2 separate regions of the Sus scrofa genome follow, and region 2 is linked to region 1. Evidence: chromatin contacts called from public HiChIP or PLAC-seq data. All regions are on one chromosome and are shown on one strand. The core of a region is the stretch at or near the end of the contact, and the rest is flanking DNA. Distances in the headings are between cores, read along the strand shown. Region 1 holds the start of CCDC40 (coiled-coil domain-containing protein 40). Region 2 holds the start of CBX8 (chromobox 8).

What was found. HiChIP or PLAC-seq counts read pairs in DNA pulled down with a chosen protein or histone mark.
Region 2: a contact with region 1 is called in an H3K27ac HiChIP or PLAC-seq map of skeletal muscle. The contact joins the promoter of CBX8 here to the promoter of CCDC40 in region 1. A contact is called at or near these places in 1 of 5 promoter capture datasets (liver) and 2 of 2 datasets of contacts at active chromatin or transcription factors (alveolar macrophages and skeletal muscle).

Annotation. Positions count from the first base shown.
Region 1 is chr12:2,379,820-2,386,623 of Sscrofa11.1, reverse strand. CCDC40 (coiled-coil domain-containing protein 40) reads left to right here and starts at 2,558. Exons shown (of 20, transcript XM_021066502.1): 1 at 2,558-2,817; 2 at 5,186-5,246; 3 at 5,669-6,102. The coding sequence starts at 6,088. TBC1D16 (TBC1 domain family member 16) reads right to left here and starts at 2,463. Exons shown (of 13, transcript XM_003131144.4): 1 at 2,380-2,463.
Region 2 is chr12:2,559,587-2,566,390 of Sscrofa11.1, reverse strand. CBX8 (chromobox 8) reads right to left here and starts at 3,972. Exons shown (of 5, transcript NM_001244499.1): 1 at 3,838-3,972; 2 at 3,423-3,466; 3 at 3,172-3,237; 4 at 2,978-3,044; 5 at 1,356-2,505. The coding sequence starts at 3,906. The coding sequence ends at 1,612.

The sequences.
Region 1 (6,804 bases), core at 1,309-3,808:
ATATACCACAGTGGAGAATACCATTTCGGCTTATGATCAGCTTTGCACCTGATGGACCATGCATACAAGGAACCCAAAGATGAAACCAAATGTTTTTACCAAACTAGTTAAATAGGAAAAAAATGCAAATGATGGTCATTAATAATAATTTAAAATGTAGAGTAACAAGCCCTTCGAATGTGCCAGGTACTAGGTGCTTAGCTAATCTCTTCAATAGACCTTTGTACTAGGTGTATTACCCCTACTTTACAGATGGAGAAACCAAAGCACAGAGGCATTAAGTCAGTACTATGGACCAAGGCTGGTATTTGAACCCAGCAATGTATCTTTGGAGGCCATGTTTTTTTTTGTTTTGCATTTTTTTAGGGCTGCACCTGTGGCATATGGAAGTTCCCAGGCTAGGGACTGAATCAAAGCAGCAGCTGCCGGCCTACACCACAGCCACAGCATGGAGGCTCTGTTTTAACCAGTGCCCTGAGCTTCCCAAAACCTGAGGCAGAGACCAGCACCCAATGGCTATTTTCTCAGACGCCTTAACACTGAGGGCTGGGGGCTCTTTAGACTAAACGGAACTGATATTAACAGTTAGTGGGGACATGGATTAGATTCCAGTCTCTGGCATGTTTATGAATCGCTTGGCAGAGTGAACCATGTTATTTTGTCTGCAAAAAGGGGGGCAGGAAGAGTGTGTGCATACGAATGACAGGGTCCCATTACAAGAGGGTCGGCAGTGTGGTCCAGTGGTTTTCTGGAGCTGGAGCATCCAGGGCTCAGGGCTTCTAGTTCTGTCACTCCCAGCTGCATGAACTTGGGGAATTTACTTCTCTAAGTGTCAGTGCTTCCATCTACAAAATGGGGATCCCTCAGTCCTAACTGTATGAGTTTGTTTAGTGGGCTAAGTGAATTCATGCATGATAATCAAAAGCTATTTACATGACAACCATCATGGCTGAGGATTAAAAAATTCCACTGATATTCTGAGACTGCTCACCATAAACACTCTACCGGCTAAGCTCACTAGCAGAGAAGGTGCCTTCCAGTACTATGGATGGCCATCAATGAGCTTCACAGTTAATACGAAAAGGCATTCCTCACCTTAATAATTCTTTTTTGCAAATGTTTTCCTGGTTCTTAAAAGTGTTTAATGTTCTCTAATCTTTTTTTTTTTTTTTTTTTTTTGCTTTTTAGGGCTGCACTGGCTTTTGGCACATGGAGGTTCCCAGACTAGGGGTTGAATCAGAGCTACAGCTGCCGGCCTACACCACAGCCACAGCAATGCAGGATCTGAGCTGCATCTGCAACCTACACATGTTCTCTAAGCATTTAAACATTAATGTTTCTAATGAGGAATTTCTAAAACCAGTACACAGATTTTTTTTTTTTTTTTTTTTTTTGAGTTCTCTAATCAATCTGTGACAGACTTGGAATGGAATTCTCCAACCTGGGCCTTTGCACCTGCCCTCTGACAAATGCTCCATCACATGACTGTTTTGAGAACCATTTCCCTCTTCTTTCTGGATGCAGAAATTGGTGCCTTCAGGTGGTAAAAAAAAAAAGGTCAGTGGGACCAGTCACAGGGGCTGGCAGACCAGCCCAACTTCTCCTATGAACTTAAGGTGGCAGTAAAACAAACCTCACAGTAAGGAAAGAGAATGTATTATGTCGTTTTCTATTTCTGAATAGAATCTGAACTAGATTGTGGCCAACATATGACACCAACTTCCGAGTGTGGGAATAACAGGATTTCAAGATTCACTGGCTTCTGGCAGCGTTACTAGGTTATATTTAGCAATCTTAAATTGCCTTTTTTTTTTCTTTTTCTTTTCTTTTTTCTTTTTTTACGAAAGCAGGAGGAAGAGCCTGGGCCTAAAGGAAGTGAGTTTCCTGACATGAGACTCTTAAAACAGCCAGGCTGCCAACCCGAGGCCGGGAATGCCAAGAGCGCGCGCGCGCTGGGGGGGTGGAATGCACACTTTGGGGGGCCTGTGTTAGCAAACGGCGGCCCCCTACAAGTTCTCATTCGCGTGCTCTAACGATCCAGCCAGACAAAGACCGCAAGTTCTCGGGTCCAAGGCTCCAGACAGGCGGAGACGGAGTCTCCCAGAATTAGGCCCACTCCCGGCCCGGGGCGCCTGCACCCGCCGTGGTGGGGAACCCCAGGGAGATCCCCGAGTGATCTGAGGTGCTCTCGCCCGCCCTGCTCCTACTCCAGCCCACCTCTCCGGGCTGCGGCCGGACCTTGGCCCCTCCCGGGCCCCGCGGCAGCAGGCCCACGCGCCCCGCGCGCCCCCACCCGGTCCAGCCCAGGGGCGCCGCCTGATCCCCTGCGGGCCCCTCGGACCCCGCCCCCGCGGCCCCTGGCCGGCCCCCGATACCCACCCGGGTCCCGCAGCGGGGGCCGGATTCGCGCCGGCTCCCGGAGCCGCCGCCGCCGCCACTGCCGCCGCCGCCAGTGAGGCGCGGTTGGGCGGGGACACCCGGCGAGGCCCGGCCCCCGGCCCGCCCCCTAGCCCAGCACTGCCCAAACCCGGCCCCCAGTCCAGCTAGGCCGCCCCCCCCCGCTCTCCCACCCAACTCCCAACCCGGCCCGAGGCGAGTCCCCCGGCCCACCCTGGCCGCGGCACTGCCCTAGCCACCTTCCGTCTTCCCACACCAGGCGCCGGCCCGGCCACCCTATTCCTTTACGAGCCGAGCCTCCAGCCACGGCCTCCGGTCCCTGGTCTCTGCCGCGAACGTGAAGGCAGGACCCCTGGGACGCTCCACGTGCGCGCTCGCCTTCTCGGTCCCAGCCCCTGCGTTTGTTCTTCCCGTTTTAAGGTAGGAAGAGAACAACCCCAATCAGGAGGCCACAGGGCATCCCTCTTTCGCCAAGCATTCTTTGCAGGACCCCCAGGAAGGGGGTGTTGAGCCCCCCCAGGTCTGGAGATGGACGGGCGGGCACTAAGCAGGGTTCTCGGTCCCCAAAGATGCAGCTGGCTCCGGAGACCCTCGCGCTTTCACCTCCTCCTGTCACGCTCAGGGCACTTAGCCGTCCCAGGTCCCCTGGGGCGCAGAGGCAAGGTGGACGAACCTTGACACGGTTGTCGCTTTACAGAAATTGAGCCAGATGGAATAGAGTTCGGACTTAGAGATGGAGAAAATGCATGTTTATGCTTTAATATAGTTACGTATTTAGATGTTCTGTGTTTCTAATGCACGTAAATGGCACAAAGGCCGCCCGCCTAACACGCCCGGCGCGTGGTCCTCGCCCGCCGGATGTTGATGGCGTCGCCTAGCAACGGGAAATGGCGGAGCAGGGCGACTCGGCCGGCGGGTAGGTAGGCTGAGAAACCTCAAGTCTCGGAGCGGCTCCCACGCCTCCGCCTTCCCACAGCCCCCTAGGCGCCCCTTCCTTTTCATGCCCCTTTCCCTCCTCTTCTGCCCCTGCCATCCCCACACTCGGGGGTTTTCCCGTCCTCCCTGGCCACCTCCATATCCCTGTGCGCCCTTCTTCCTTCTCACCTCCCGTCCCTTTGTCCTCTCCCGTACCCTCCCTTTTCTGAAACCGGGAACTTGCTCGGCCCGCGGTAACCATGGCAACCACTATGCTTGGCTGTCCCTGATGCAGAGCCCTGAGAGCAGGGGTCTCTGTACTGGATGCTGCCCCTGCGGGGAGCTGCCAGAGAGAAAGAGAGGCGGAGGGAGAGAGAGGGACCCCAGCCCAGCCCCAGCCTCCCTCCCCCTCACTAAGTCTGGGGGTGGCAGGGGTTGAGCCAGGGTCCCTATGGTCAGGCAGCCCCCCATGAATGCCTTGAGGACAGACCGTAGTCTGGTAAAGATACTGCCATCAGGCCTTCGCTCTTTTAAGCTTTGTTAAAAGCATAGAAACTATTTTAAAGAACTTGACCTTTTACATTGAACACTTCTGTACTGTTTCATTTTTTTAAAGCTAGGTCTGCATGTACTGACATGGAAAAAAGTCCAGATTAGACTAAATGCAAAACAGTGTATATAGTGTGATTTCTAATTTGGGTGAGTGGGTGGGATTAAATGCATAGAAAAATATTTGAAAGAATAGTCTCTTCAATCTCTTACTATTACTACTGAGAAGGAGAGAAGTCACAGGGGGTTTTCTTTGTCCATGTCACATTTCTGTATTAACTTGACTTTTTAAAAATACAGTTTTTTGGAGTTCCCGTCCTGGCGCAGTGGTTAACGAATCTGACTAGGAACCATGAGGTTGCGGGTTCGGTCCCTGCCCTTGCTCAGTGGGTTAACGATCCGGCGTTGCCGTGAGCTGTGGTGTAGGTTGCAGACCCGGCTCGGATCCCGCGTTGCTGTGGCTCTGGCGTAGGCCGGCGGCTCGGCGGCTACAGCTCCGATTCGACCCCTAGCCTGGGAACCTCCATATGCCGCGGGAGCGGCCCAAAGAAATAGCAAAAAGACAATAAGTAATAAATAAATAAAAATACAGGTTTTTTTTCTAATTAGAAAAAACAAAACAATTTTAAGAACGTGACATTCTTGGAGTTCCCGTTGTGGCTCAGTTGTTAATGAGTCCGACTAGGAACCATGACGTTGCGGGTTCAATGCCTGGCCTCGCTCAGTGGCTTAAGGATCCGACGTTTCCTTGAGCTGTGGTGTAGGTCGCAGATGCGGCTCGGATCCCTCATTGCTGTGACTCTGGTGTAGGCCGGCGGCTACAGCTCCAATTCGACCCCTAGCCTGGGAACCTCCATATGCCAAGGGTGCAGCCCTAGAAAAGACAAAAAAAAAAAAAAAAAAAAAAAAAAAGTGACATTCTTGTACATATCTAAATCATGGGGACACTAACCAAGAGTTTCTAGAGTATGTCCTTTTTGTGCAGTTTTCTCTTATTTTGTGTTTATTTTCTCCCCTTTCGTCCCAGACACAAGCGTATTTAAGGTGACTTTTCTGGAGTAATCTCTTCGTGCTGTTCCTTTAATGTTTGACTAGTTGTATTTTTCATTCATCCCTGGAGCAGCACTTTTGTGCCACTCCTACCACACGACAGGCATGATCTGGTGCTAGTTTTAGTGACAAACATGACAAAGTCACGGCTGACAGCCTAGAGTGAAGGCAGATAATTAACAAGTAAATAGATATGCAGACATCAAGGAGGTGATAAATGCTGAGAAAAAGAAAGATGTTATTTGAAACTGTTCAATTGTTTATCTGCCACCAGGTCTCATCTGGAAGGTGAATCATCTTCTGAAGAAGAGGACCAGAATAATGCAAGGGACGGGGTAAAGTGCCTTCTGGGATGAGTTATTCTGGGCTGTATGTACAGGAATTAAAGAGAGTTCGGACTTGCTCAAGAAAAGTGTACAAAGATCCTATGGCCTTGCTCTAGAACAGACTCAGTTCAGTTGCAGAGAAACTCAGTTTCCTTCCAACTCACTCTGTAGTGTTGGTGGCTCCCGGGAATGCCAGGGCTATCATACTTTTAGAGCGCCCCGTTTTCCAGAGCTCATTTCCTGCAAGGAAGGATGCAAAATGATGACAAAAAACAGACAACAGACAAATTAAAGCATGAAGCATCTTTCAGCGATGCTCAGAAAATGTAGATGCAGTTTTCCCTTTAGTATAATTACCCTGCTAAGAATAAAACCTCACAAAAGCCTTTGTACTTTTCTTTCCTGCCTTTTCTCCTGCTACATGCCTGCAGGTATCAGCAGTAGAGGAAAGCAGCGACCAGAGAAATGAAGAAGCTGAGGGTCCTACAGAGCATTCCAGAAGGGAAATTGAAAATGACGGGGAAGTCACAGCCCAGGGGGAGGGTGAAGACGATGAAGCTGAAATCCAAGGGGTAATGGATTCGGAAGAGGAATTTGAATCTGAGGGGAAATTAGAATCTGATATGGAAGGCATGGCCCCTGGAGGGAAAGTCAGTTCTTCAGATCTGGCTTCTCAAGCTTCGGTCCTGGGGAGGTGCCCGGAGATGGAGTCGGCCCCCCATACCCGCCTGAAAGAGCAAGGAAGAAATCTCATCTCGAAGACGGAGCGGCCCCACGCTCATCCACATCCAGAGGAGCGGGGGTCATCTCCACAGAGCTCTCCCAGCAAGTGCCAGGCTCATCTGAGCAAATGGACCAGGAGTCAGTAAGTAGCCAGGGGTTTGCTTTACATTCTGCTTTACTGCTCGTTTGACTCGCCACCCTATGTGAGGAACTCAGAGCACACTGTAAACAATTCATACTGCAAGCCCTGCTGGAAACGCCTTAGCAGACTCAGGTCTCAGGATCCACCATCACGTGCCAGAGTTTCTGGAACCCACTTCGGTGTCCCCAAAGCCAAGTTGGGAACATGTCCTCGTAAGGACATCCAGCTGTCCAATCTCTAGAGGAGTACTGTCCAGTAAAACTCTGCCTGATGTTGGGAAGGCTGTCTAAGGTGGTAGCCATGTGTCATTTATGGCCATGGAGCACTTGAAATGTGGCCAGGGAGAGAGAGGAACTGAATTTTTAATTTTTTAAAGATTCTAATTAATTTGAATTTATATAACCAACTGTTACAAGTGGTTACAACTGGACAGTGCACTTCTAGATAATAATAACAAGAGCTACTTCTTATAATTTTCATTTTTTTACTTTTAAGCAAGGATAGACTTATAGGGACATTGGCGTGCCATAAGAACTTTCAGTTTTTTGAAGCGTTTTGGAGTAATCTGCTCCATTGCCTCCCATTGCTTCCATGTACGTTTCCCACAGACAACCACGCAACAGCTATCACCAATTACCAAGTAATCTTCAGGCCACTTTCACCGACTGTCCCAATGGTGTCTTTTACACTTCATAGTCTCCT
Region 2 (6,804 bases), core at 2,723-5,222, 180 kb before region 1:
AGGCTGAGTTACTCGAAGGGACAGGGATGTGAGGGGGACAGACTTGTGCTTTTGAGTCAAAAGAGGGGCGCGCGTTCAGCGTCCTGGGAGCGCTGCGTGGTCACGAGTCGGCCCAGGCGGGGGCGTCCCGGGACCCGCCGCCGCGCAAGGCCTCCCCGGCCGCGCCGGCCCCTCTCTTCTCCAGCCCCCGCTCCTCCCTCCCCCTCTGGCGGAGTTTGAATGTCGAGTTCAAATAGAGAACACTCCGCGAATCGAAAAGGCCTATAAATTATAGCTTTAGCTTTTAAGAAGAGGGGTAAAAAGGAAAAAGTTCTGATGCGCACTCTTGGATGGAAACCTCGCCTGGCGCCTCCCTCCCCTCGCCGGGCCGAAGCCCCCGGGATGCACGTCCTGCCCAGCTCCGAGCCCCGAGCCCAGACCCTCCACCGCACTCCCAGCCAGGCCGCGACAACCGCCTGGGTGCGAAGCCCCCGCTCCCAGCCGCGCCTCCCTCCGTGGGTCCCGCCGTGTGGGCCTGTCTGGCCGTGCGAGCTGGCGGCCCGCCCTCCCCGAGGGAGGGAGGCTAGTCCAACTCTTCCTGGGAGGTGGGGGCCACAGTCTCTTCTGGCGAAGCTAGAGGACGCGAAAAGGAAAAGTCCACCCCCGAACACTTTTCTTGTAAAACAACAACTGTCTCGAACTCTGGGCACTGACATGCAATCCTCCCAATTTATCCTGGCATTTCGGGAATGTAAACAGATTCGCAGGATTTCTTTTCTTTCTGTGGAGTAAGGAAAGGAATCGAGGGAACTGGGAGATTTTGTCCACATGACATACGCACGAGCCGATCTGCATGTACAACACACACACCTCCCGTAAAGTGCATTTCCTGGTGTGGTCCTGGGGGAAGTCCGCTGCTCCCCATCCACCCGCAACTTTTTACCTTCAGCCTCACACACACACACAAAAGTTATGCAAGTTAATACTTTTTCCCCCCTAACAGATTTCTTAATCTAAAAAAAAAAAAAAAAAAAAAAAAAAAAAAAAAGGAAAAAGAAAAAGACTGATCCCACCCCTTTTCTTTCTGATTGGGGAGCCAACCTTTTGTTGGCCTGGCCAACCAATGGGAAGAGAGAAAAAATCCGGGTCCTGCCTAGGTTCCATGGGTCAGCAGTGGGGCTGTAGGAAAAGGGAGGAGGGGTGAGGTGGGCAGACTGAGTCCCTCCAGACACCATCAGAGGCCCAGTGCCCAGGTTTCCATCCTGCCTAGTCCCCAGGGTGGCTGTCCGGCCCCTCCTGCCCCAACTCAGCCTGTCTGCCCCAGCTAAACCACAATGAGTCTCTCTTTCTCTCCTCGTTTAAATAAAACAACTTCAAGAGTTGAAATATATATATTTAGATATTTTTTCTTAAATAACATATTTACATCTAATAGAAAATATAACTCTAGAGATAATCTTTCCAACCAAAACTGAGGGGGGAGAGATGAAAGGGTGTGTGTGTGTGTGTGAAGGTAGGGACAGGACAGGACCAGCCAGAAGGCCGCCTCCCACCCAGAAAAAAGCATTATGCCAAGTTTGCACTCTCACTCTCTCGCCTGCTCTCTTGTCCTGGGATCACCTGCCCAGCAATTCATCTTTTCTCTTTAAAAAAGCCTTGGTCCGTGTTACTTTCCTTAATGGTGACGGTCAAAAAGTTTGAGGTCACGTCGGTGACCACCACCTTCTCCAGGTTGGTCAGAGAGGGGCTCCAGGATTCTTCCTCTGGGTCCCCCAGGATTCTGGCCACTGGAATCCTGGCGATGAGAGAGGGCCTTCCCCCTTGGGCCCCCATGTCCCGATACAAGCCCCCTACAGAGCCAGTGGTGCCTGAGCCATGCCGGACCCGGGGGCCACCAGGGTCCAGGGTGCCCTGGCCTTTGGCCTCCAGGAAGGTGGCCCTGTGCTTTATGACCCTGGCTGGAAAGGTGTCCACAGCAAGCTTGCCTGTGGCCTCAGCTGGGCTGGGGCTGGCCACACCACACTGGGCCAGGTCCGAGTCCTGCCTTCGAGCCAGCTGGATCACGCTGTGGCCAGCTGGGAACTTTCCTGCCCCGGAAGCAGCATCGTCCAGCTTCCTGCCCTTGAGGTAATCTCCGAGGCCATCACTGGGTTCTCCCAAGGGCCTCTGCGAAGGGTCCAGGAGTTCCTTCCGGGGCTTGGGACCTCGTTTCTTGGAGCTGTCACCTGGTGAGCTGGGTTTGTCGTCTGCACGGCTGGTGCCCCGATCACGATCGCGCTCACGCTCTCGTTCTCTCTCCCTCTCACGCTCACGGTCCCGCTCACGGTCCCGAGGGGGCTCCACTCGACAGGTGCTGCTGGTGCTGCTGCTGCTCCCTGGCGGGGAAAGACCCATGTTCCGAAGGCCCTCACGGGCCCGGGAAGTAGAGGCCAGTTCCTGAGGCGAGCGGCCGGGGTAGGGGATCCGAATGCCTCTGGCTGAGTCACTTCGGAACTCATAAGTTTTGGCCTTTGCCTTGGCCTGGGCCTGTGATAAGAGAAGGCAGTGTCAAGAGTAGCGTAGGGTTGGTCATGTCCACTGCCCCCTCCTCCCCCACCCCTCTTCCAGTCTCAGCCTCCCTGCGTCACTCTCTGATGCCTTAAAATTTCTGTCTGGCTGGGGGTGAAGCTTAGGAATAGCACTATGGACAAAGGGGTAGAGAATTTCTCTGGAAGCAGCCATGTGCACCAAGCACCCTTCTTGTATATGACTATAAGCCTATTTAGAATGGTTGGGGGGAGGGGGTCCCATAAGGAAATTCTAGTGTGGCTAAGCAACTCCTGCCAAGACACCCCTTAGGGGTGCTACTGACCTGATGACAGCTTGTCTGGGGACTTCCTCCTAGATTACAAATACGGTACACATAGGACACCCCATTGGCTCACAAGCTCCCAGGACCCCCTTCCCACAAACTGACACAACAACATTGCTGCCCACCCATTGGACACTGCCATCCTACCTTGAGCAGGAAGGTTTTGGGTTTGGGTCCTCGCTTTTTGGGGCCGTAGAGCTCCATCTCTCGTTCCCTGCAGAAAGAAAGGAGGGAGAAAGGGGTGTGTGAGTAAAGAAGTCAACTGGGCCTCCAGTTCAGGCCAGATGGGAACCACCCTTCGTGTTCCTAAGTGAAGAGCTGAAGCTGGGAAGGGCCTGTACCTTTCCTCAAAGGCGGCAAGCAGGCGAGCGTCCAGGATGTTTTCTTCAGGTTCCCATGTGCTGTACCTAAAGGGAATCAGGAAGAAGTGGGCGTCAGTCCCAGGAGCAGGGAAAGAGCAAGTGGAGGGTGTGTATGCATGTCTAACTTTTCTTGTTGCATTGTATTGTATTTCAATGTAAAGGGGAAAAGAGGAAGAAAGAAAGCTTCCGAATAACAGTCTGGGGTTCAGAACTGCACAGAACCTACTTACTTCTGCGACCAGCCCTTCCATTTCACAAGGTATTCCATGCGTCCCTGCGGATGCAAAAAGGAAAATGTGTGTGTGCACGGAGAAAAATGCATGACGAGAACATAGAAATACATGCAAAAAATGCATGCACCGAATGAATGCGCGAAATCCCAACGCGAAAGGCACGCGCTCGGTGCATCACCCCCTGCACGAAACGCTGCACAAAGTGCATGCACCGGTATTCATTCCCCCCACCCCGCCCCCCACCCATGCAATCTGTGCATCGCTGCAAGTCTAAGGAAAGCGCTTGAGCTCAGAGCCGCCGCCACGGCCGCGGCCGCTGCTGGGACCTGGGGGAAGGGAAGCTGGGCTGCAGCAGGAGGAGGGAACCCGGACCGGGAGGGGAGGGCTCGGCCCAAGGCCTTGGGGCACCTACTTTCCGTATGCGCCTCTTCAGGAGGGCTTCGGCCGCGAACACCCGCTCCCCCACCGCTGAAAGCTCCATGTTGACTCGCCGCTTCCCCCTTGGCCGCTTCCAGGAGCAGAAAAGCAGCAGCCAGCGCACGACAGACCATAATACTCTCCCGCTGACGTCAGTTCTCCTCCCCCTCCCGCGCGCTCGCTCCCTCCCCGCCCCCTCCCGCGCTCCGCTCCCTCCTCCCCGCCGGCCCCGCGCTTCCTCCCGCCCCACGTGTTGCTAACGACGTTGCTAAAGCCGAGCGGCCAGGGCCAGCTCTCCCGCGCTCTGATTGGGCGAGCCCCGGGCCACGCCTCTCTCGCTTTCTCCCCCGCGTTGCTACGTGACCCGCGTTCCAATCGCCAGGGGGCGGAGTCCAAGGCGACTCCTGAGACTGAGCGCGAGGAGGTGGGGGCCGCCGCCGGAAGTGACGTTGCGGGGAGGGCGGGCTCGGCCGCTGTCAGTCTGCTGGGCTGGCAGGGGGGCCGTCCACCCTCTGTCCCCGCCGTGGCCCCCTCCCCTGCCGCCAGGATGTCTCTCCGGTGCTCTGCGTCCCCCACGCTCTCGCTGGGACCCCCGCGGCCGTGTCGGCCAAGCCCCACCCCCTCGGCGACCCCGGCCCGCCCCACCCCCACCTCTAGGACTCGCGCGGTCCTCCTCCCTCTGCGGCCGCCAGGGCTGCACAATGCACAATGCACAGGTGCTGGGGCGCCGCGGGCCGCGCCCGAACCCCGAGAGCCAACAACGAGCTCCTCGCCAGCTCTCCCTCCTAGCCCCCTCCCCTGGAGTTGCACACCCGACCCTCGGTCTCCATGGCAACGGCCTCCCCTGCCGCCGCCAGCCCCATCCCGCTAACAAATCAATGTGCCTGTGTCTCCTCCTGTCGCGCAACCCTGCCCTCGGCCACCCTCCGGGCCCTGCAAGCTGGGCAGGGCTTGGGCGTTCGCCCCCAGCTCGGAAGCCGAACGCAGACCCAGTGGGGGCCCGCTGTCGCCGCCTGAGCCTTTCGCGCTCCGGGATTCCGTGGGGGACAGCGCGCTTCTTCTTCCTGCCACCACCATCCCCCGACAAGTCCGCGACGCCTGCAGCCACCTGCCCCTGCCGCCAGCACGCGCAGCTCGTCCCCGCCAGGCCCCGGCCCCAAGTGTCTCCAGCCCCAGCCCAGCCGCCTCCTGCCCAAGAGAGCCCTGGGTGTGTTGGGGGAGGGCGTGGACCACCACCAAGGCAGGGTCTGGAGCTTGGCTGGGGTTGAGGGGCGCGGCTGGGGGAGCGTCCCGCTTCCTCCAGACCCAGGCAACTGGCTGGGCCTGCACCGCGCACTTCCTGTTCATGGCTCTTCCCGACGTGCGTGGCAGACACTCCCGGAGAATACCCGGGGAGCGATGCCGTGTCCAGTACGGGTTGAGGAAGAGAAGTAAAGATGGTAGGGCCCAGGAAAGGGGATGAGGACCCGGCTCCGGATGCCTCGCGTGTGCACACATGCAAACACACGCTCCTGCTCAGTTGGCGGTGACCCATGGCTGGGGTGGCGACGGGGACAGCGCCCAAGTCCGGGCCCAGCAATCCTCTACCCTTTCTCTTACCGCCAAAGCTGAAAGTAACAGCACCCACTCCTCAGAACCCACGACTTAGTTAAAATATCGGTGATAAACTTGGCTGGAAGCAGTTTCCCTTGGAGAGGGATGTGATGGGAGAAAAAAAGAAAGAGAGAGAGAACAGAAAAGGCGAGCCAAGGAGTCTGACTCGAAAGGGCAGGGAGCCCAGAGCGGAAAACTGGCCTCCTGTCCAACGTTAGGTGCGCGGCGGGCGCGGCGCGGTCCTGGACGCGTGGGACAGGCGCGGCTCTCAGCCGGCCCTCCCTCCCGCTCCCCGCCCCTGGAAAGGCAGGGTTCCAGTTTGGGGCCTTGCTCAAACTTTACAAAGTGGGTAGTGGGTGACCAGTCTCATCTCTCTGGCCTTCAGTCTTAACGAACTGCAAGTTGGCGACGCCCAGATCGGCCCCGCGACCCGCGTGGGCTGCCTACGAGAGGCCGCCGACGGCCGCGTCCTTAATCATAAAAAGTCATTCCCGGTAACAAATAGTTTCGTTGGCCGGTGCCAGCGATACAGCTGTTTCTGTTTAAGCTTAAATACTTTCCAACAGTTTGGGCAGTAAAAATAAAGTCGGCCTCAGCCGCCTATAAGTGTCTGGTTTCCCCGCCCAGAGAAAGCCCACCCTCTGCCCCGGCCGGGTCGCTCTGCACGCCCCGCCCTCACCCTCTTGGAATCCGCCGCTCGCTGCGGGCAACGGCTGCCCGGTTGTCCCAGCCAAGCACTGGCCGCCCGAATTCTCTGGGCAGCCCCAGGGCCACCGTGGAGCTGGAGGAACAGAGCCTGCCCCCAGACGGCCAGAGGAATGGACCAGCCTCCCCACCCCTAACCGACCCCCTTGCACCCCCTACCCCTCGCAAGCTGGCCAGCGGCCGCAAAGGGTGGTGGTTTCCCTTCAGATAGGATTTCTGGAGCCCTGTTCCCGGGAGTTGTGTTTGCATTGGGTGCCTTTACAGACCCGGAGTTTGCACGAGGCGTGCAGAGGTCGATGGTTTCAGTTTCATGCTGAAAAAGTTCGCTCGGCTCCTCCCTGCCGGTGTTTCTCTTCTTTCCTTCTTTTTTTCCTTCCTTTCTTCTCCCTCTCTTCCTTCCTTCCTCCCTCCCTCCTTCCTTCTTTCACTCTCTTTCTTTTTTCCTTCTTTGCCTAAATGCCTTGAAGTGGGAAATGAAAGCCCTGGCACTGCCATGCATGGTCCCCTCCTCCAGAGGGGTATTTAGCAAAAAAATTTTTTTTGCTTCCCTGCCACATTTTTCTGCCTGTTTTTATGCCTGATGATGAAAACACTTGTTCTGAACAAAATTATCGCTTGCGAGGTGTCTGAGTTTGCAAACGTCGGGGATTCCTGCAGTGCCCAC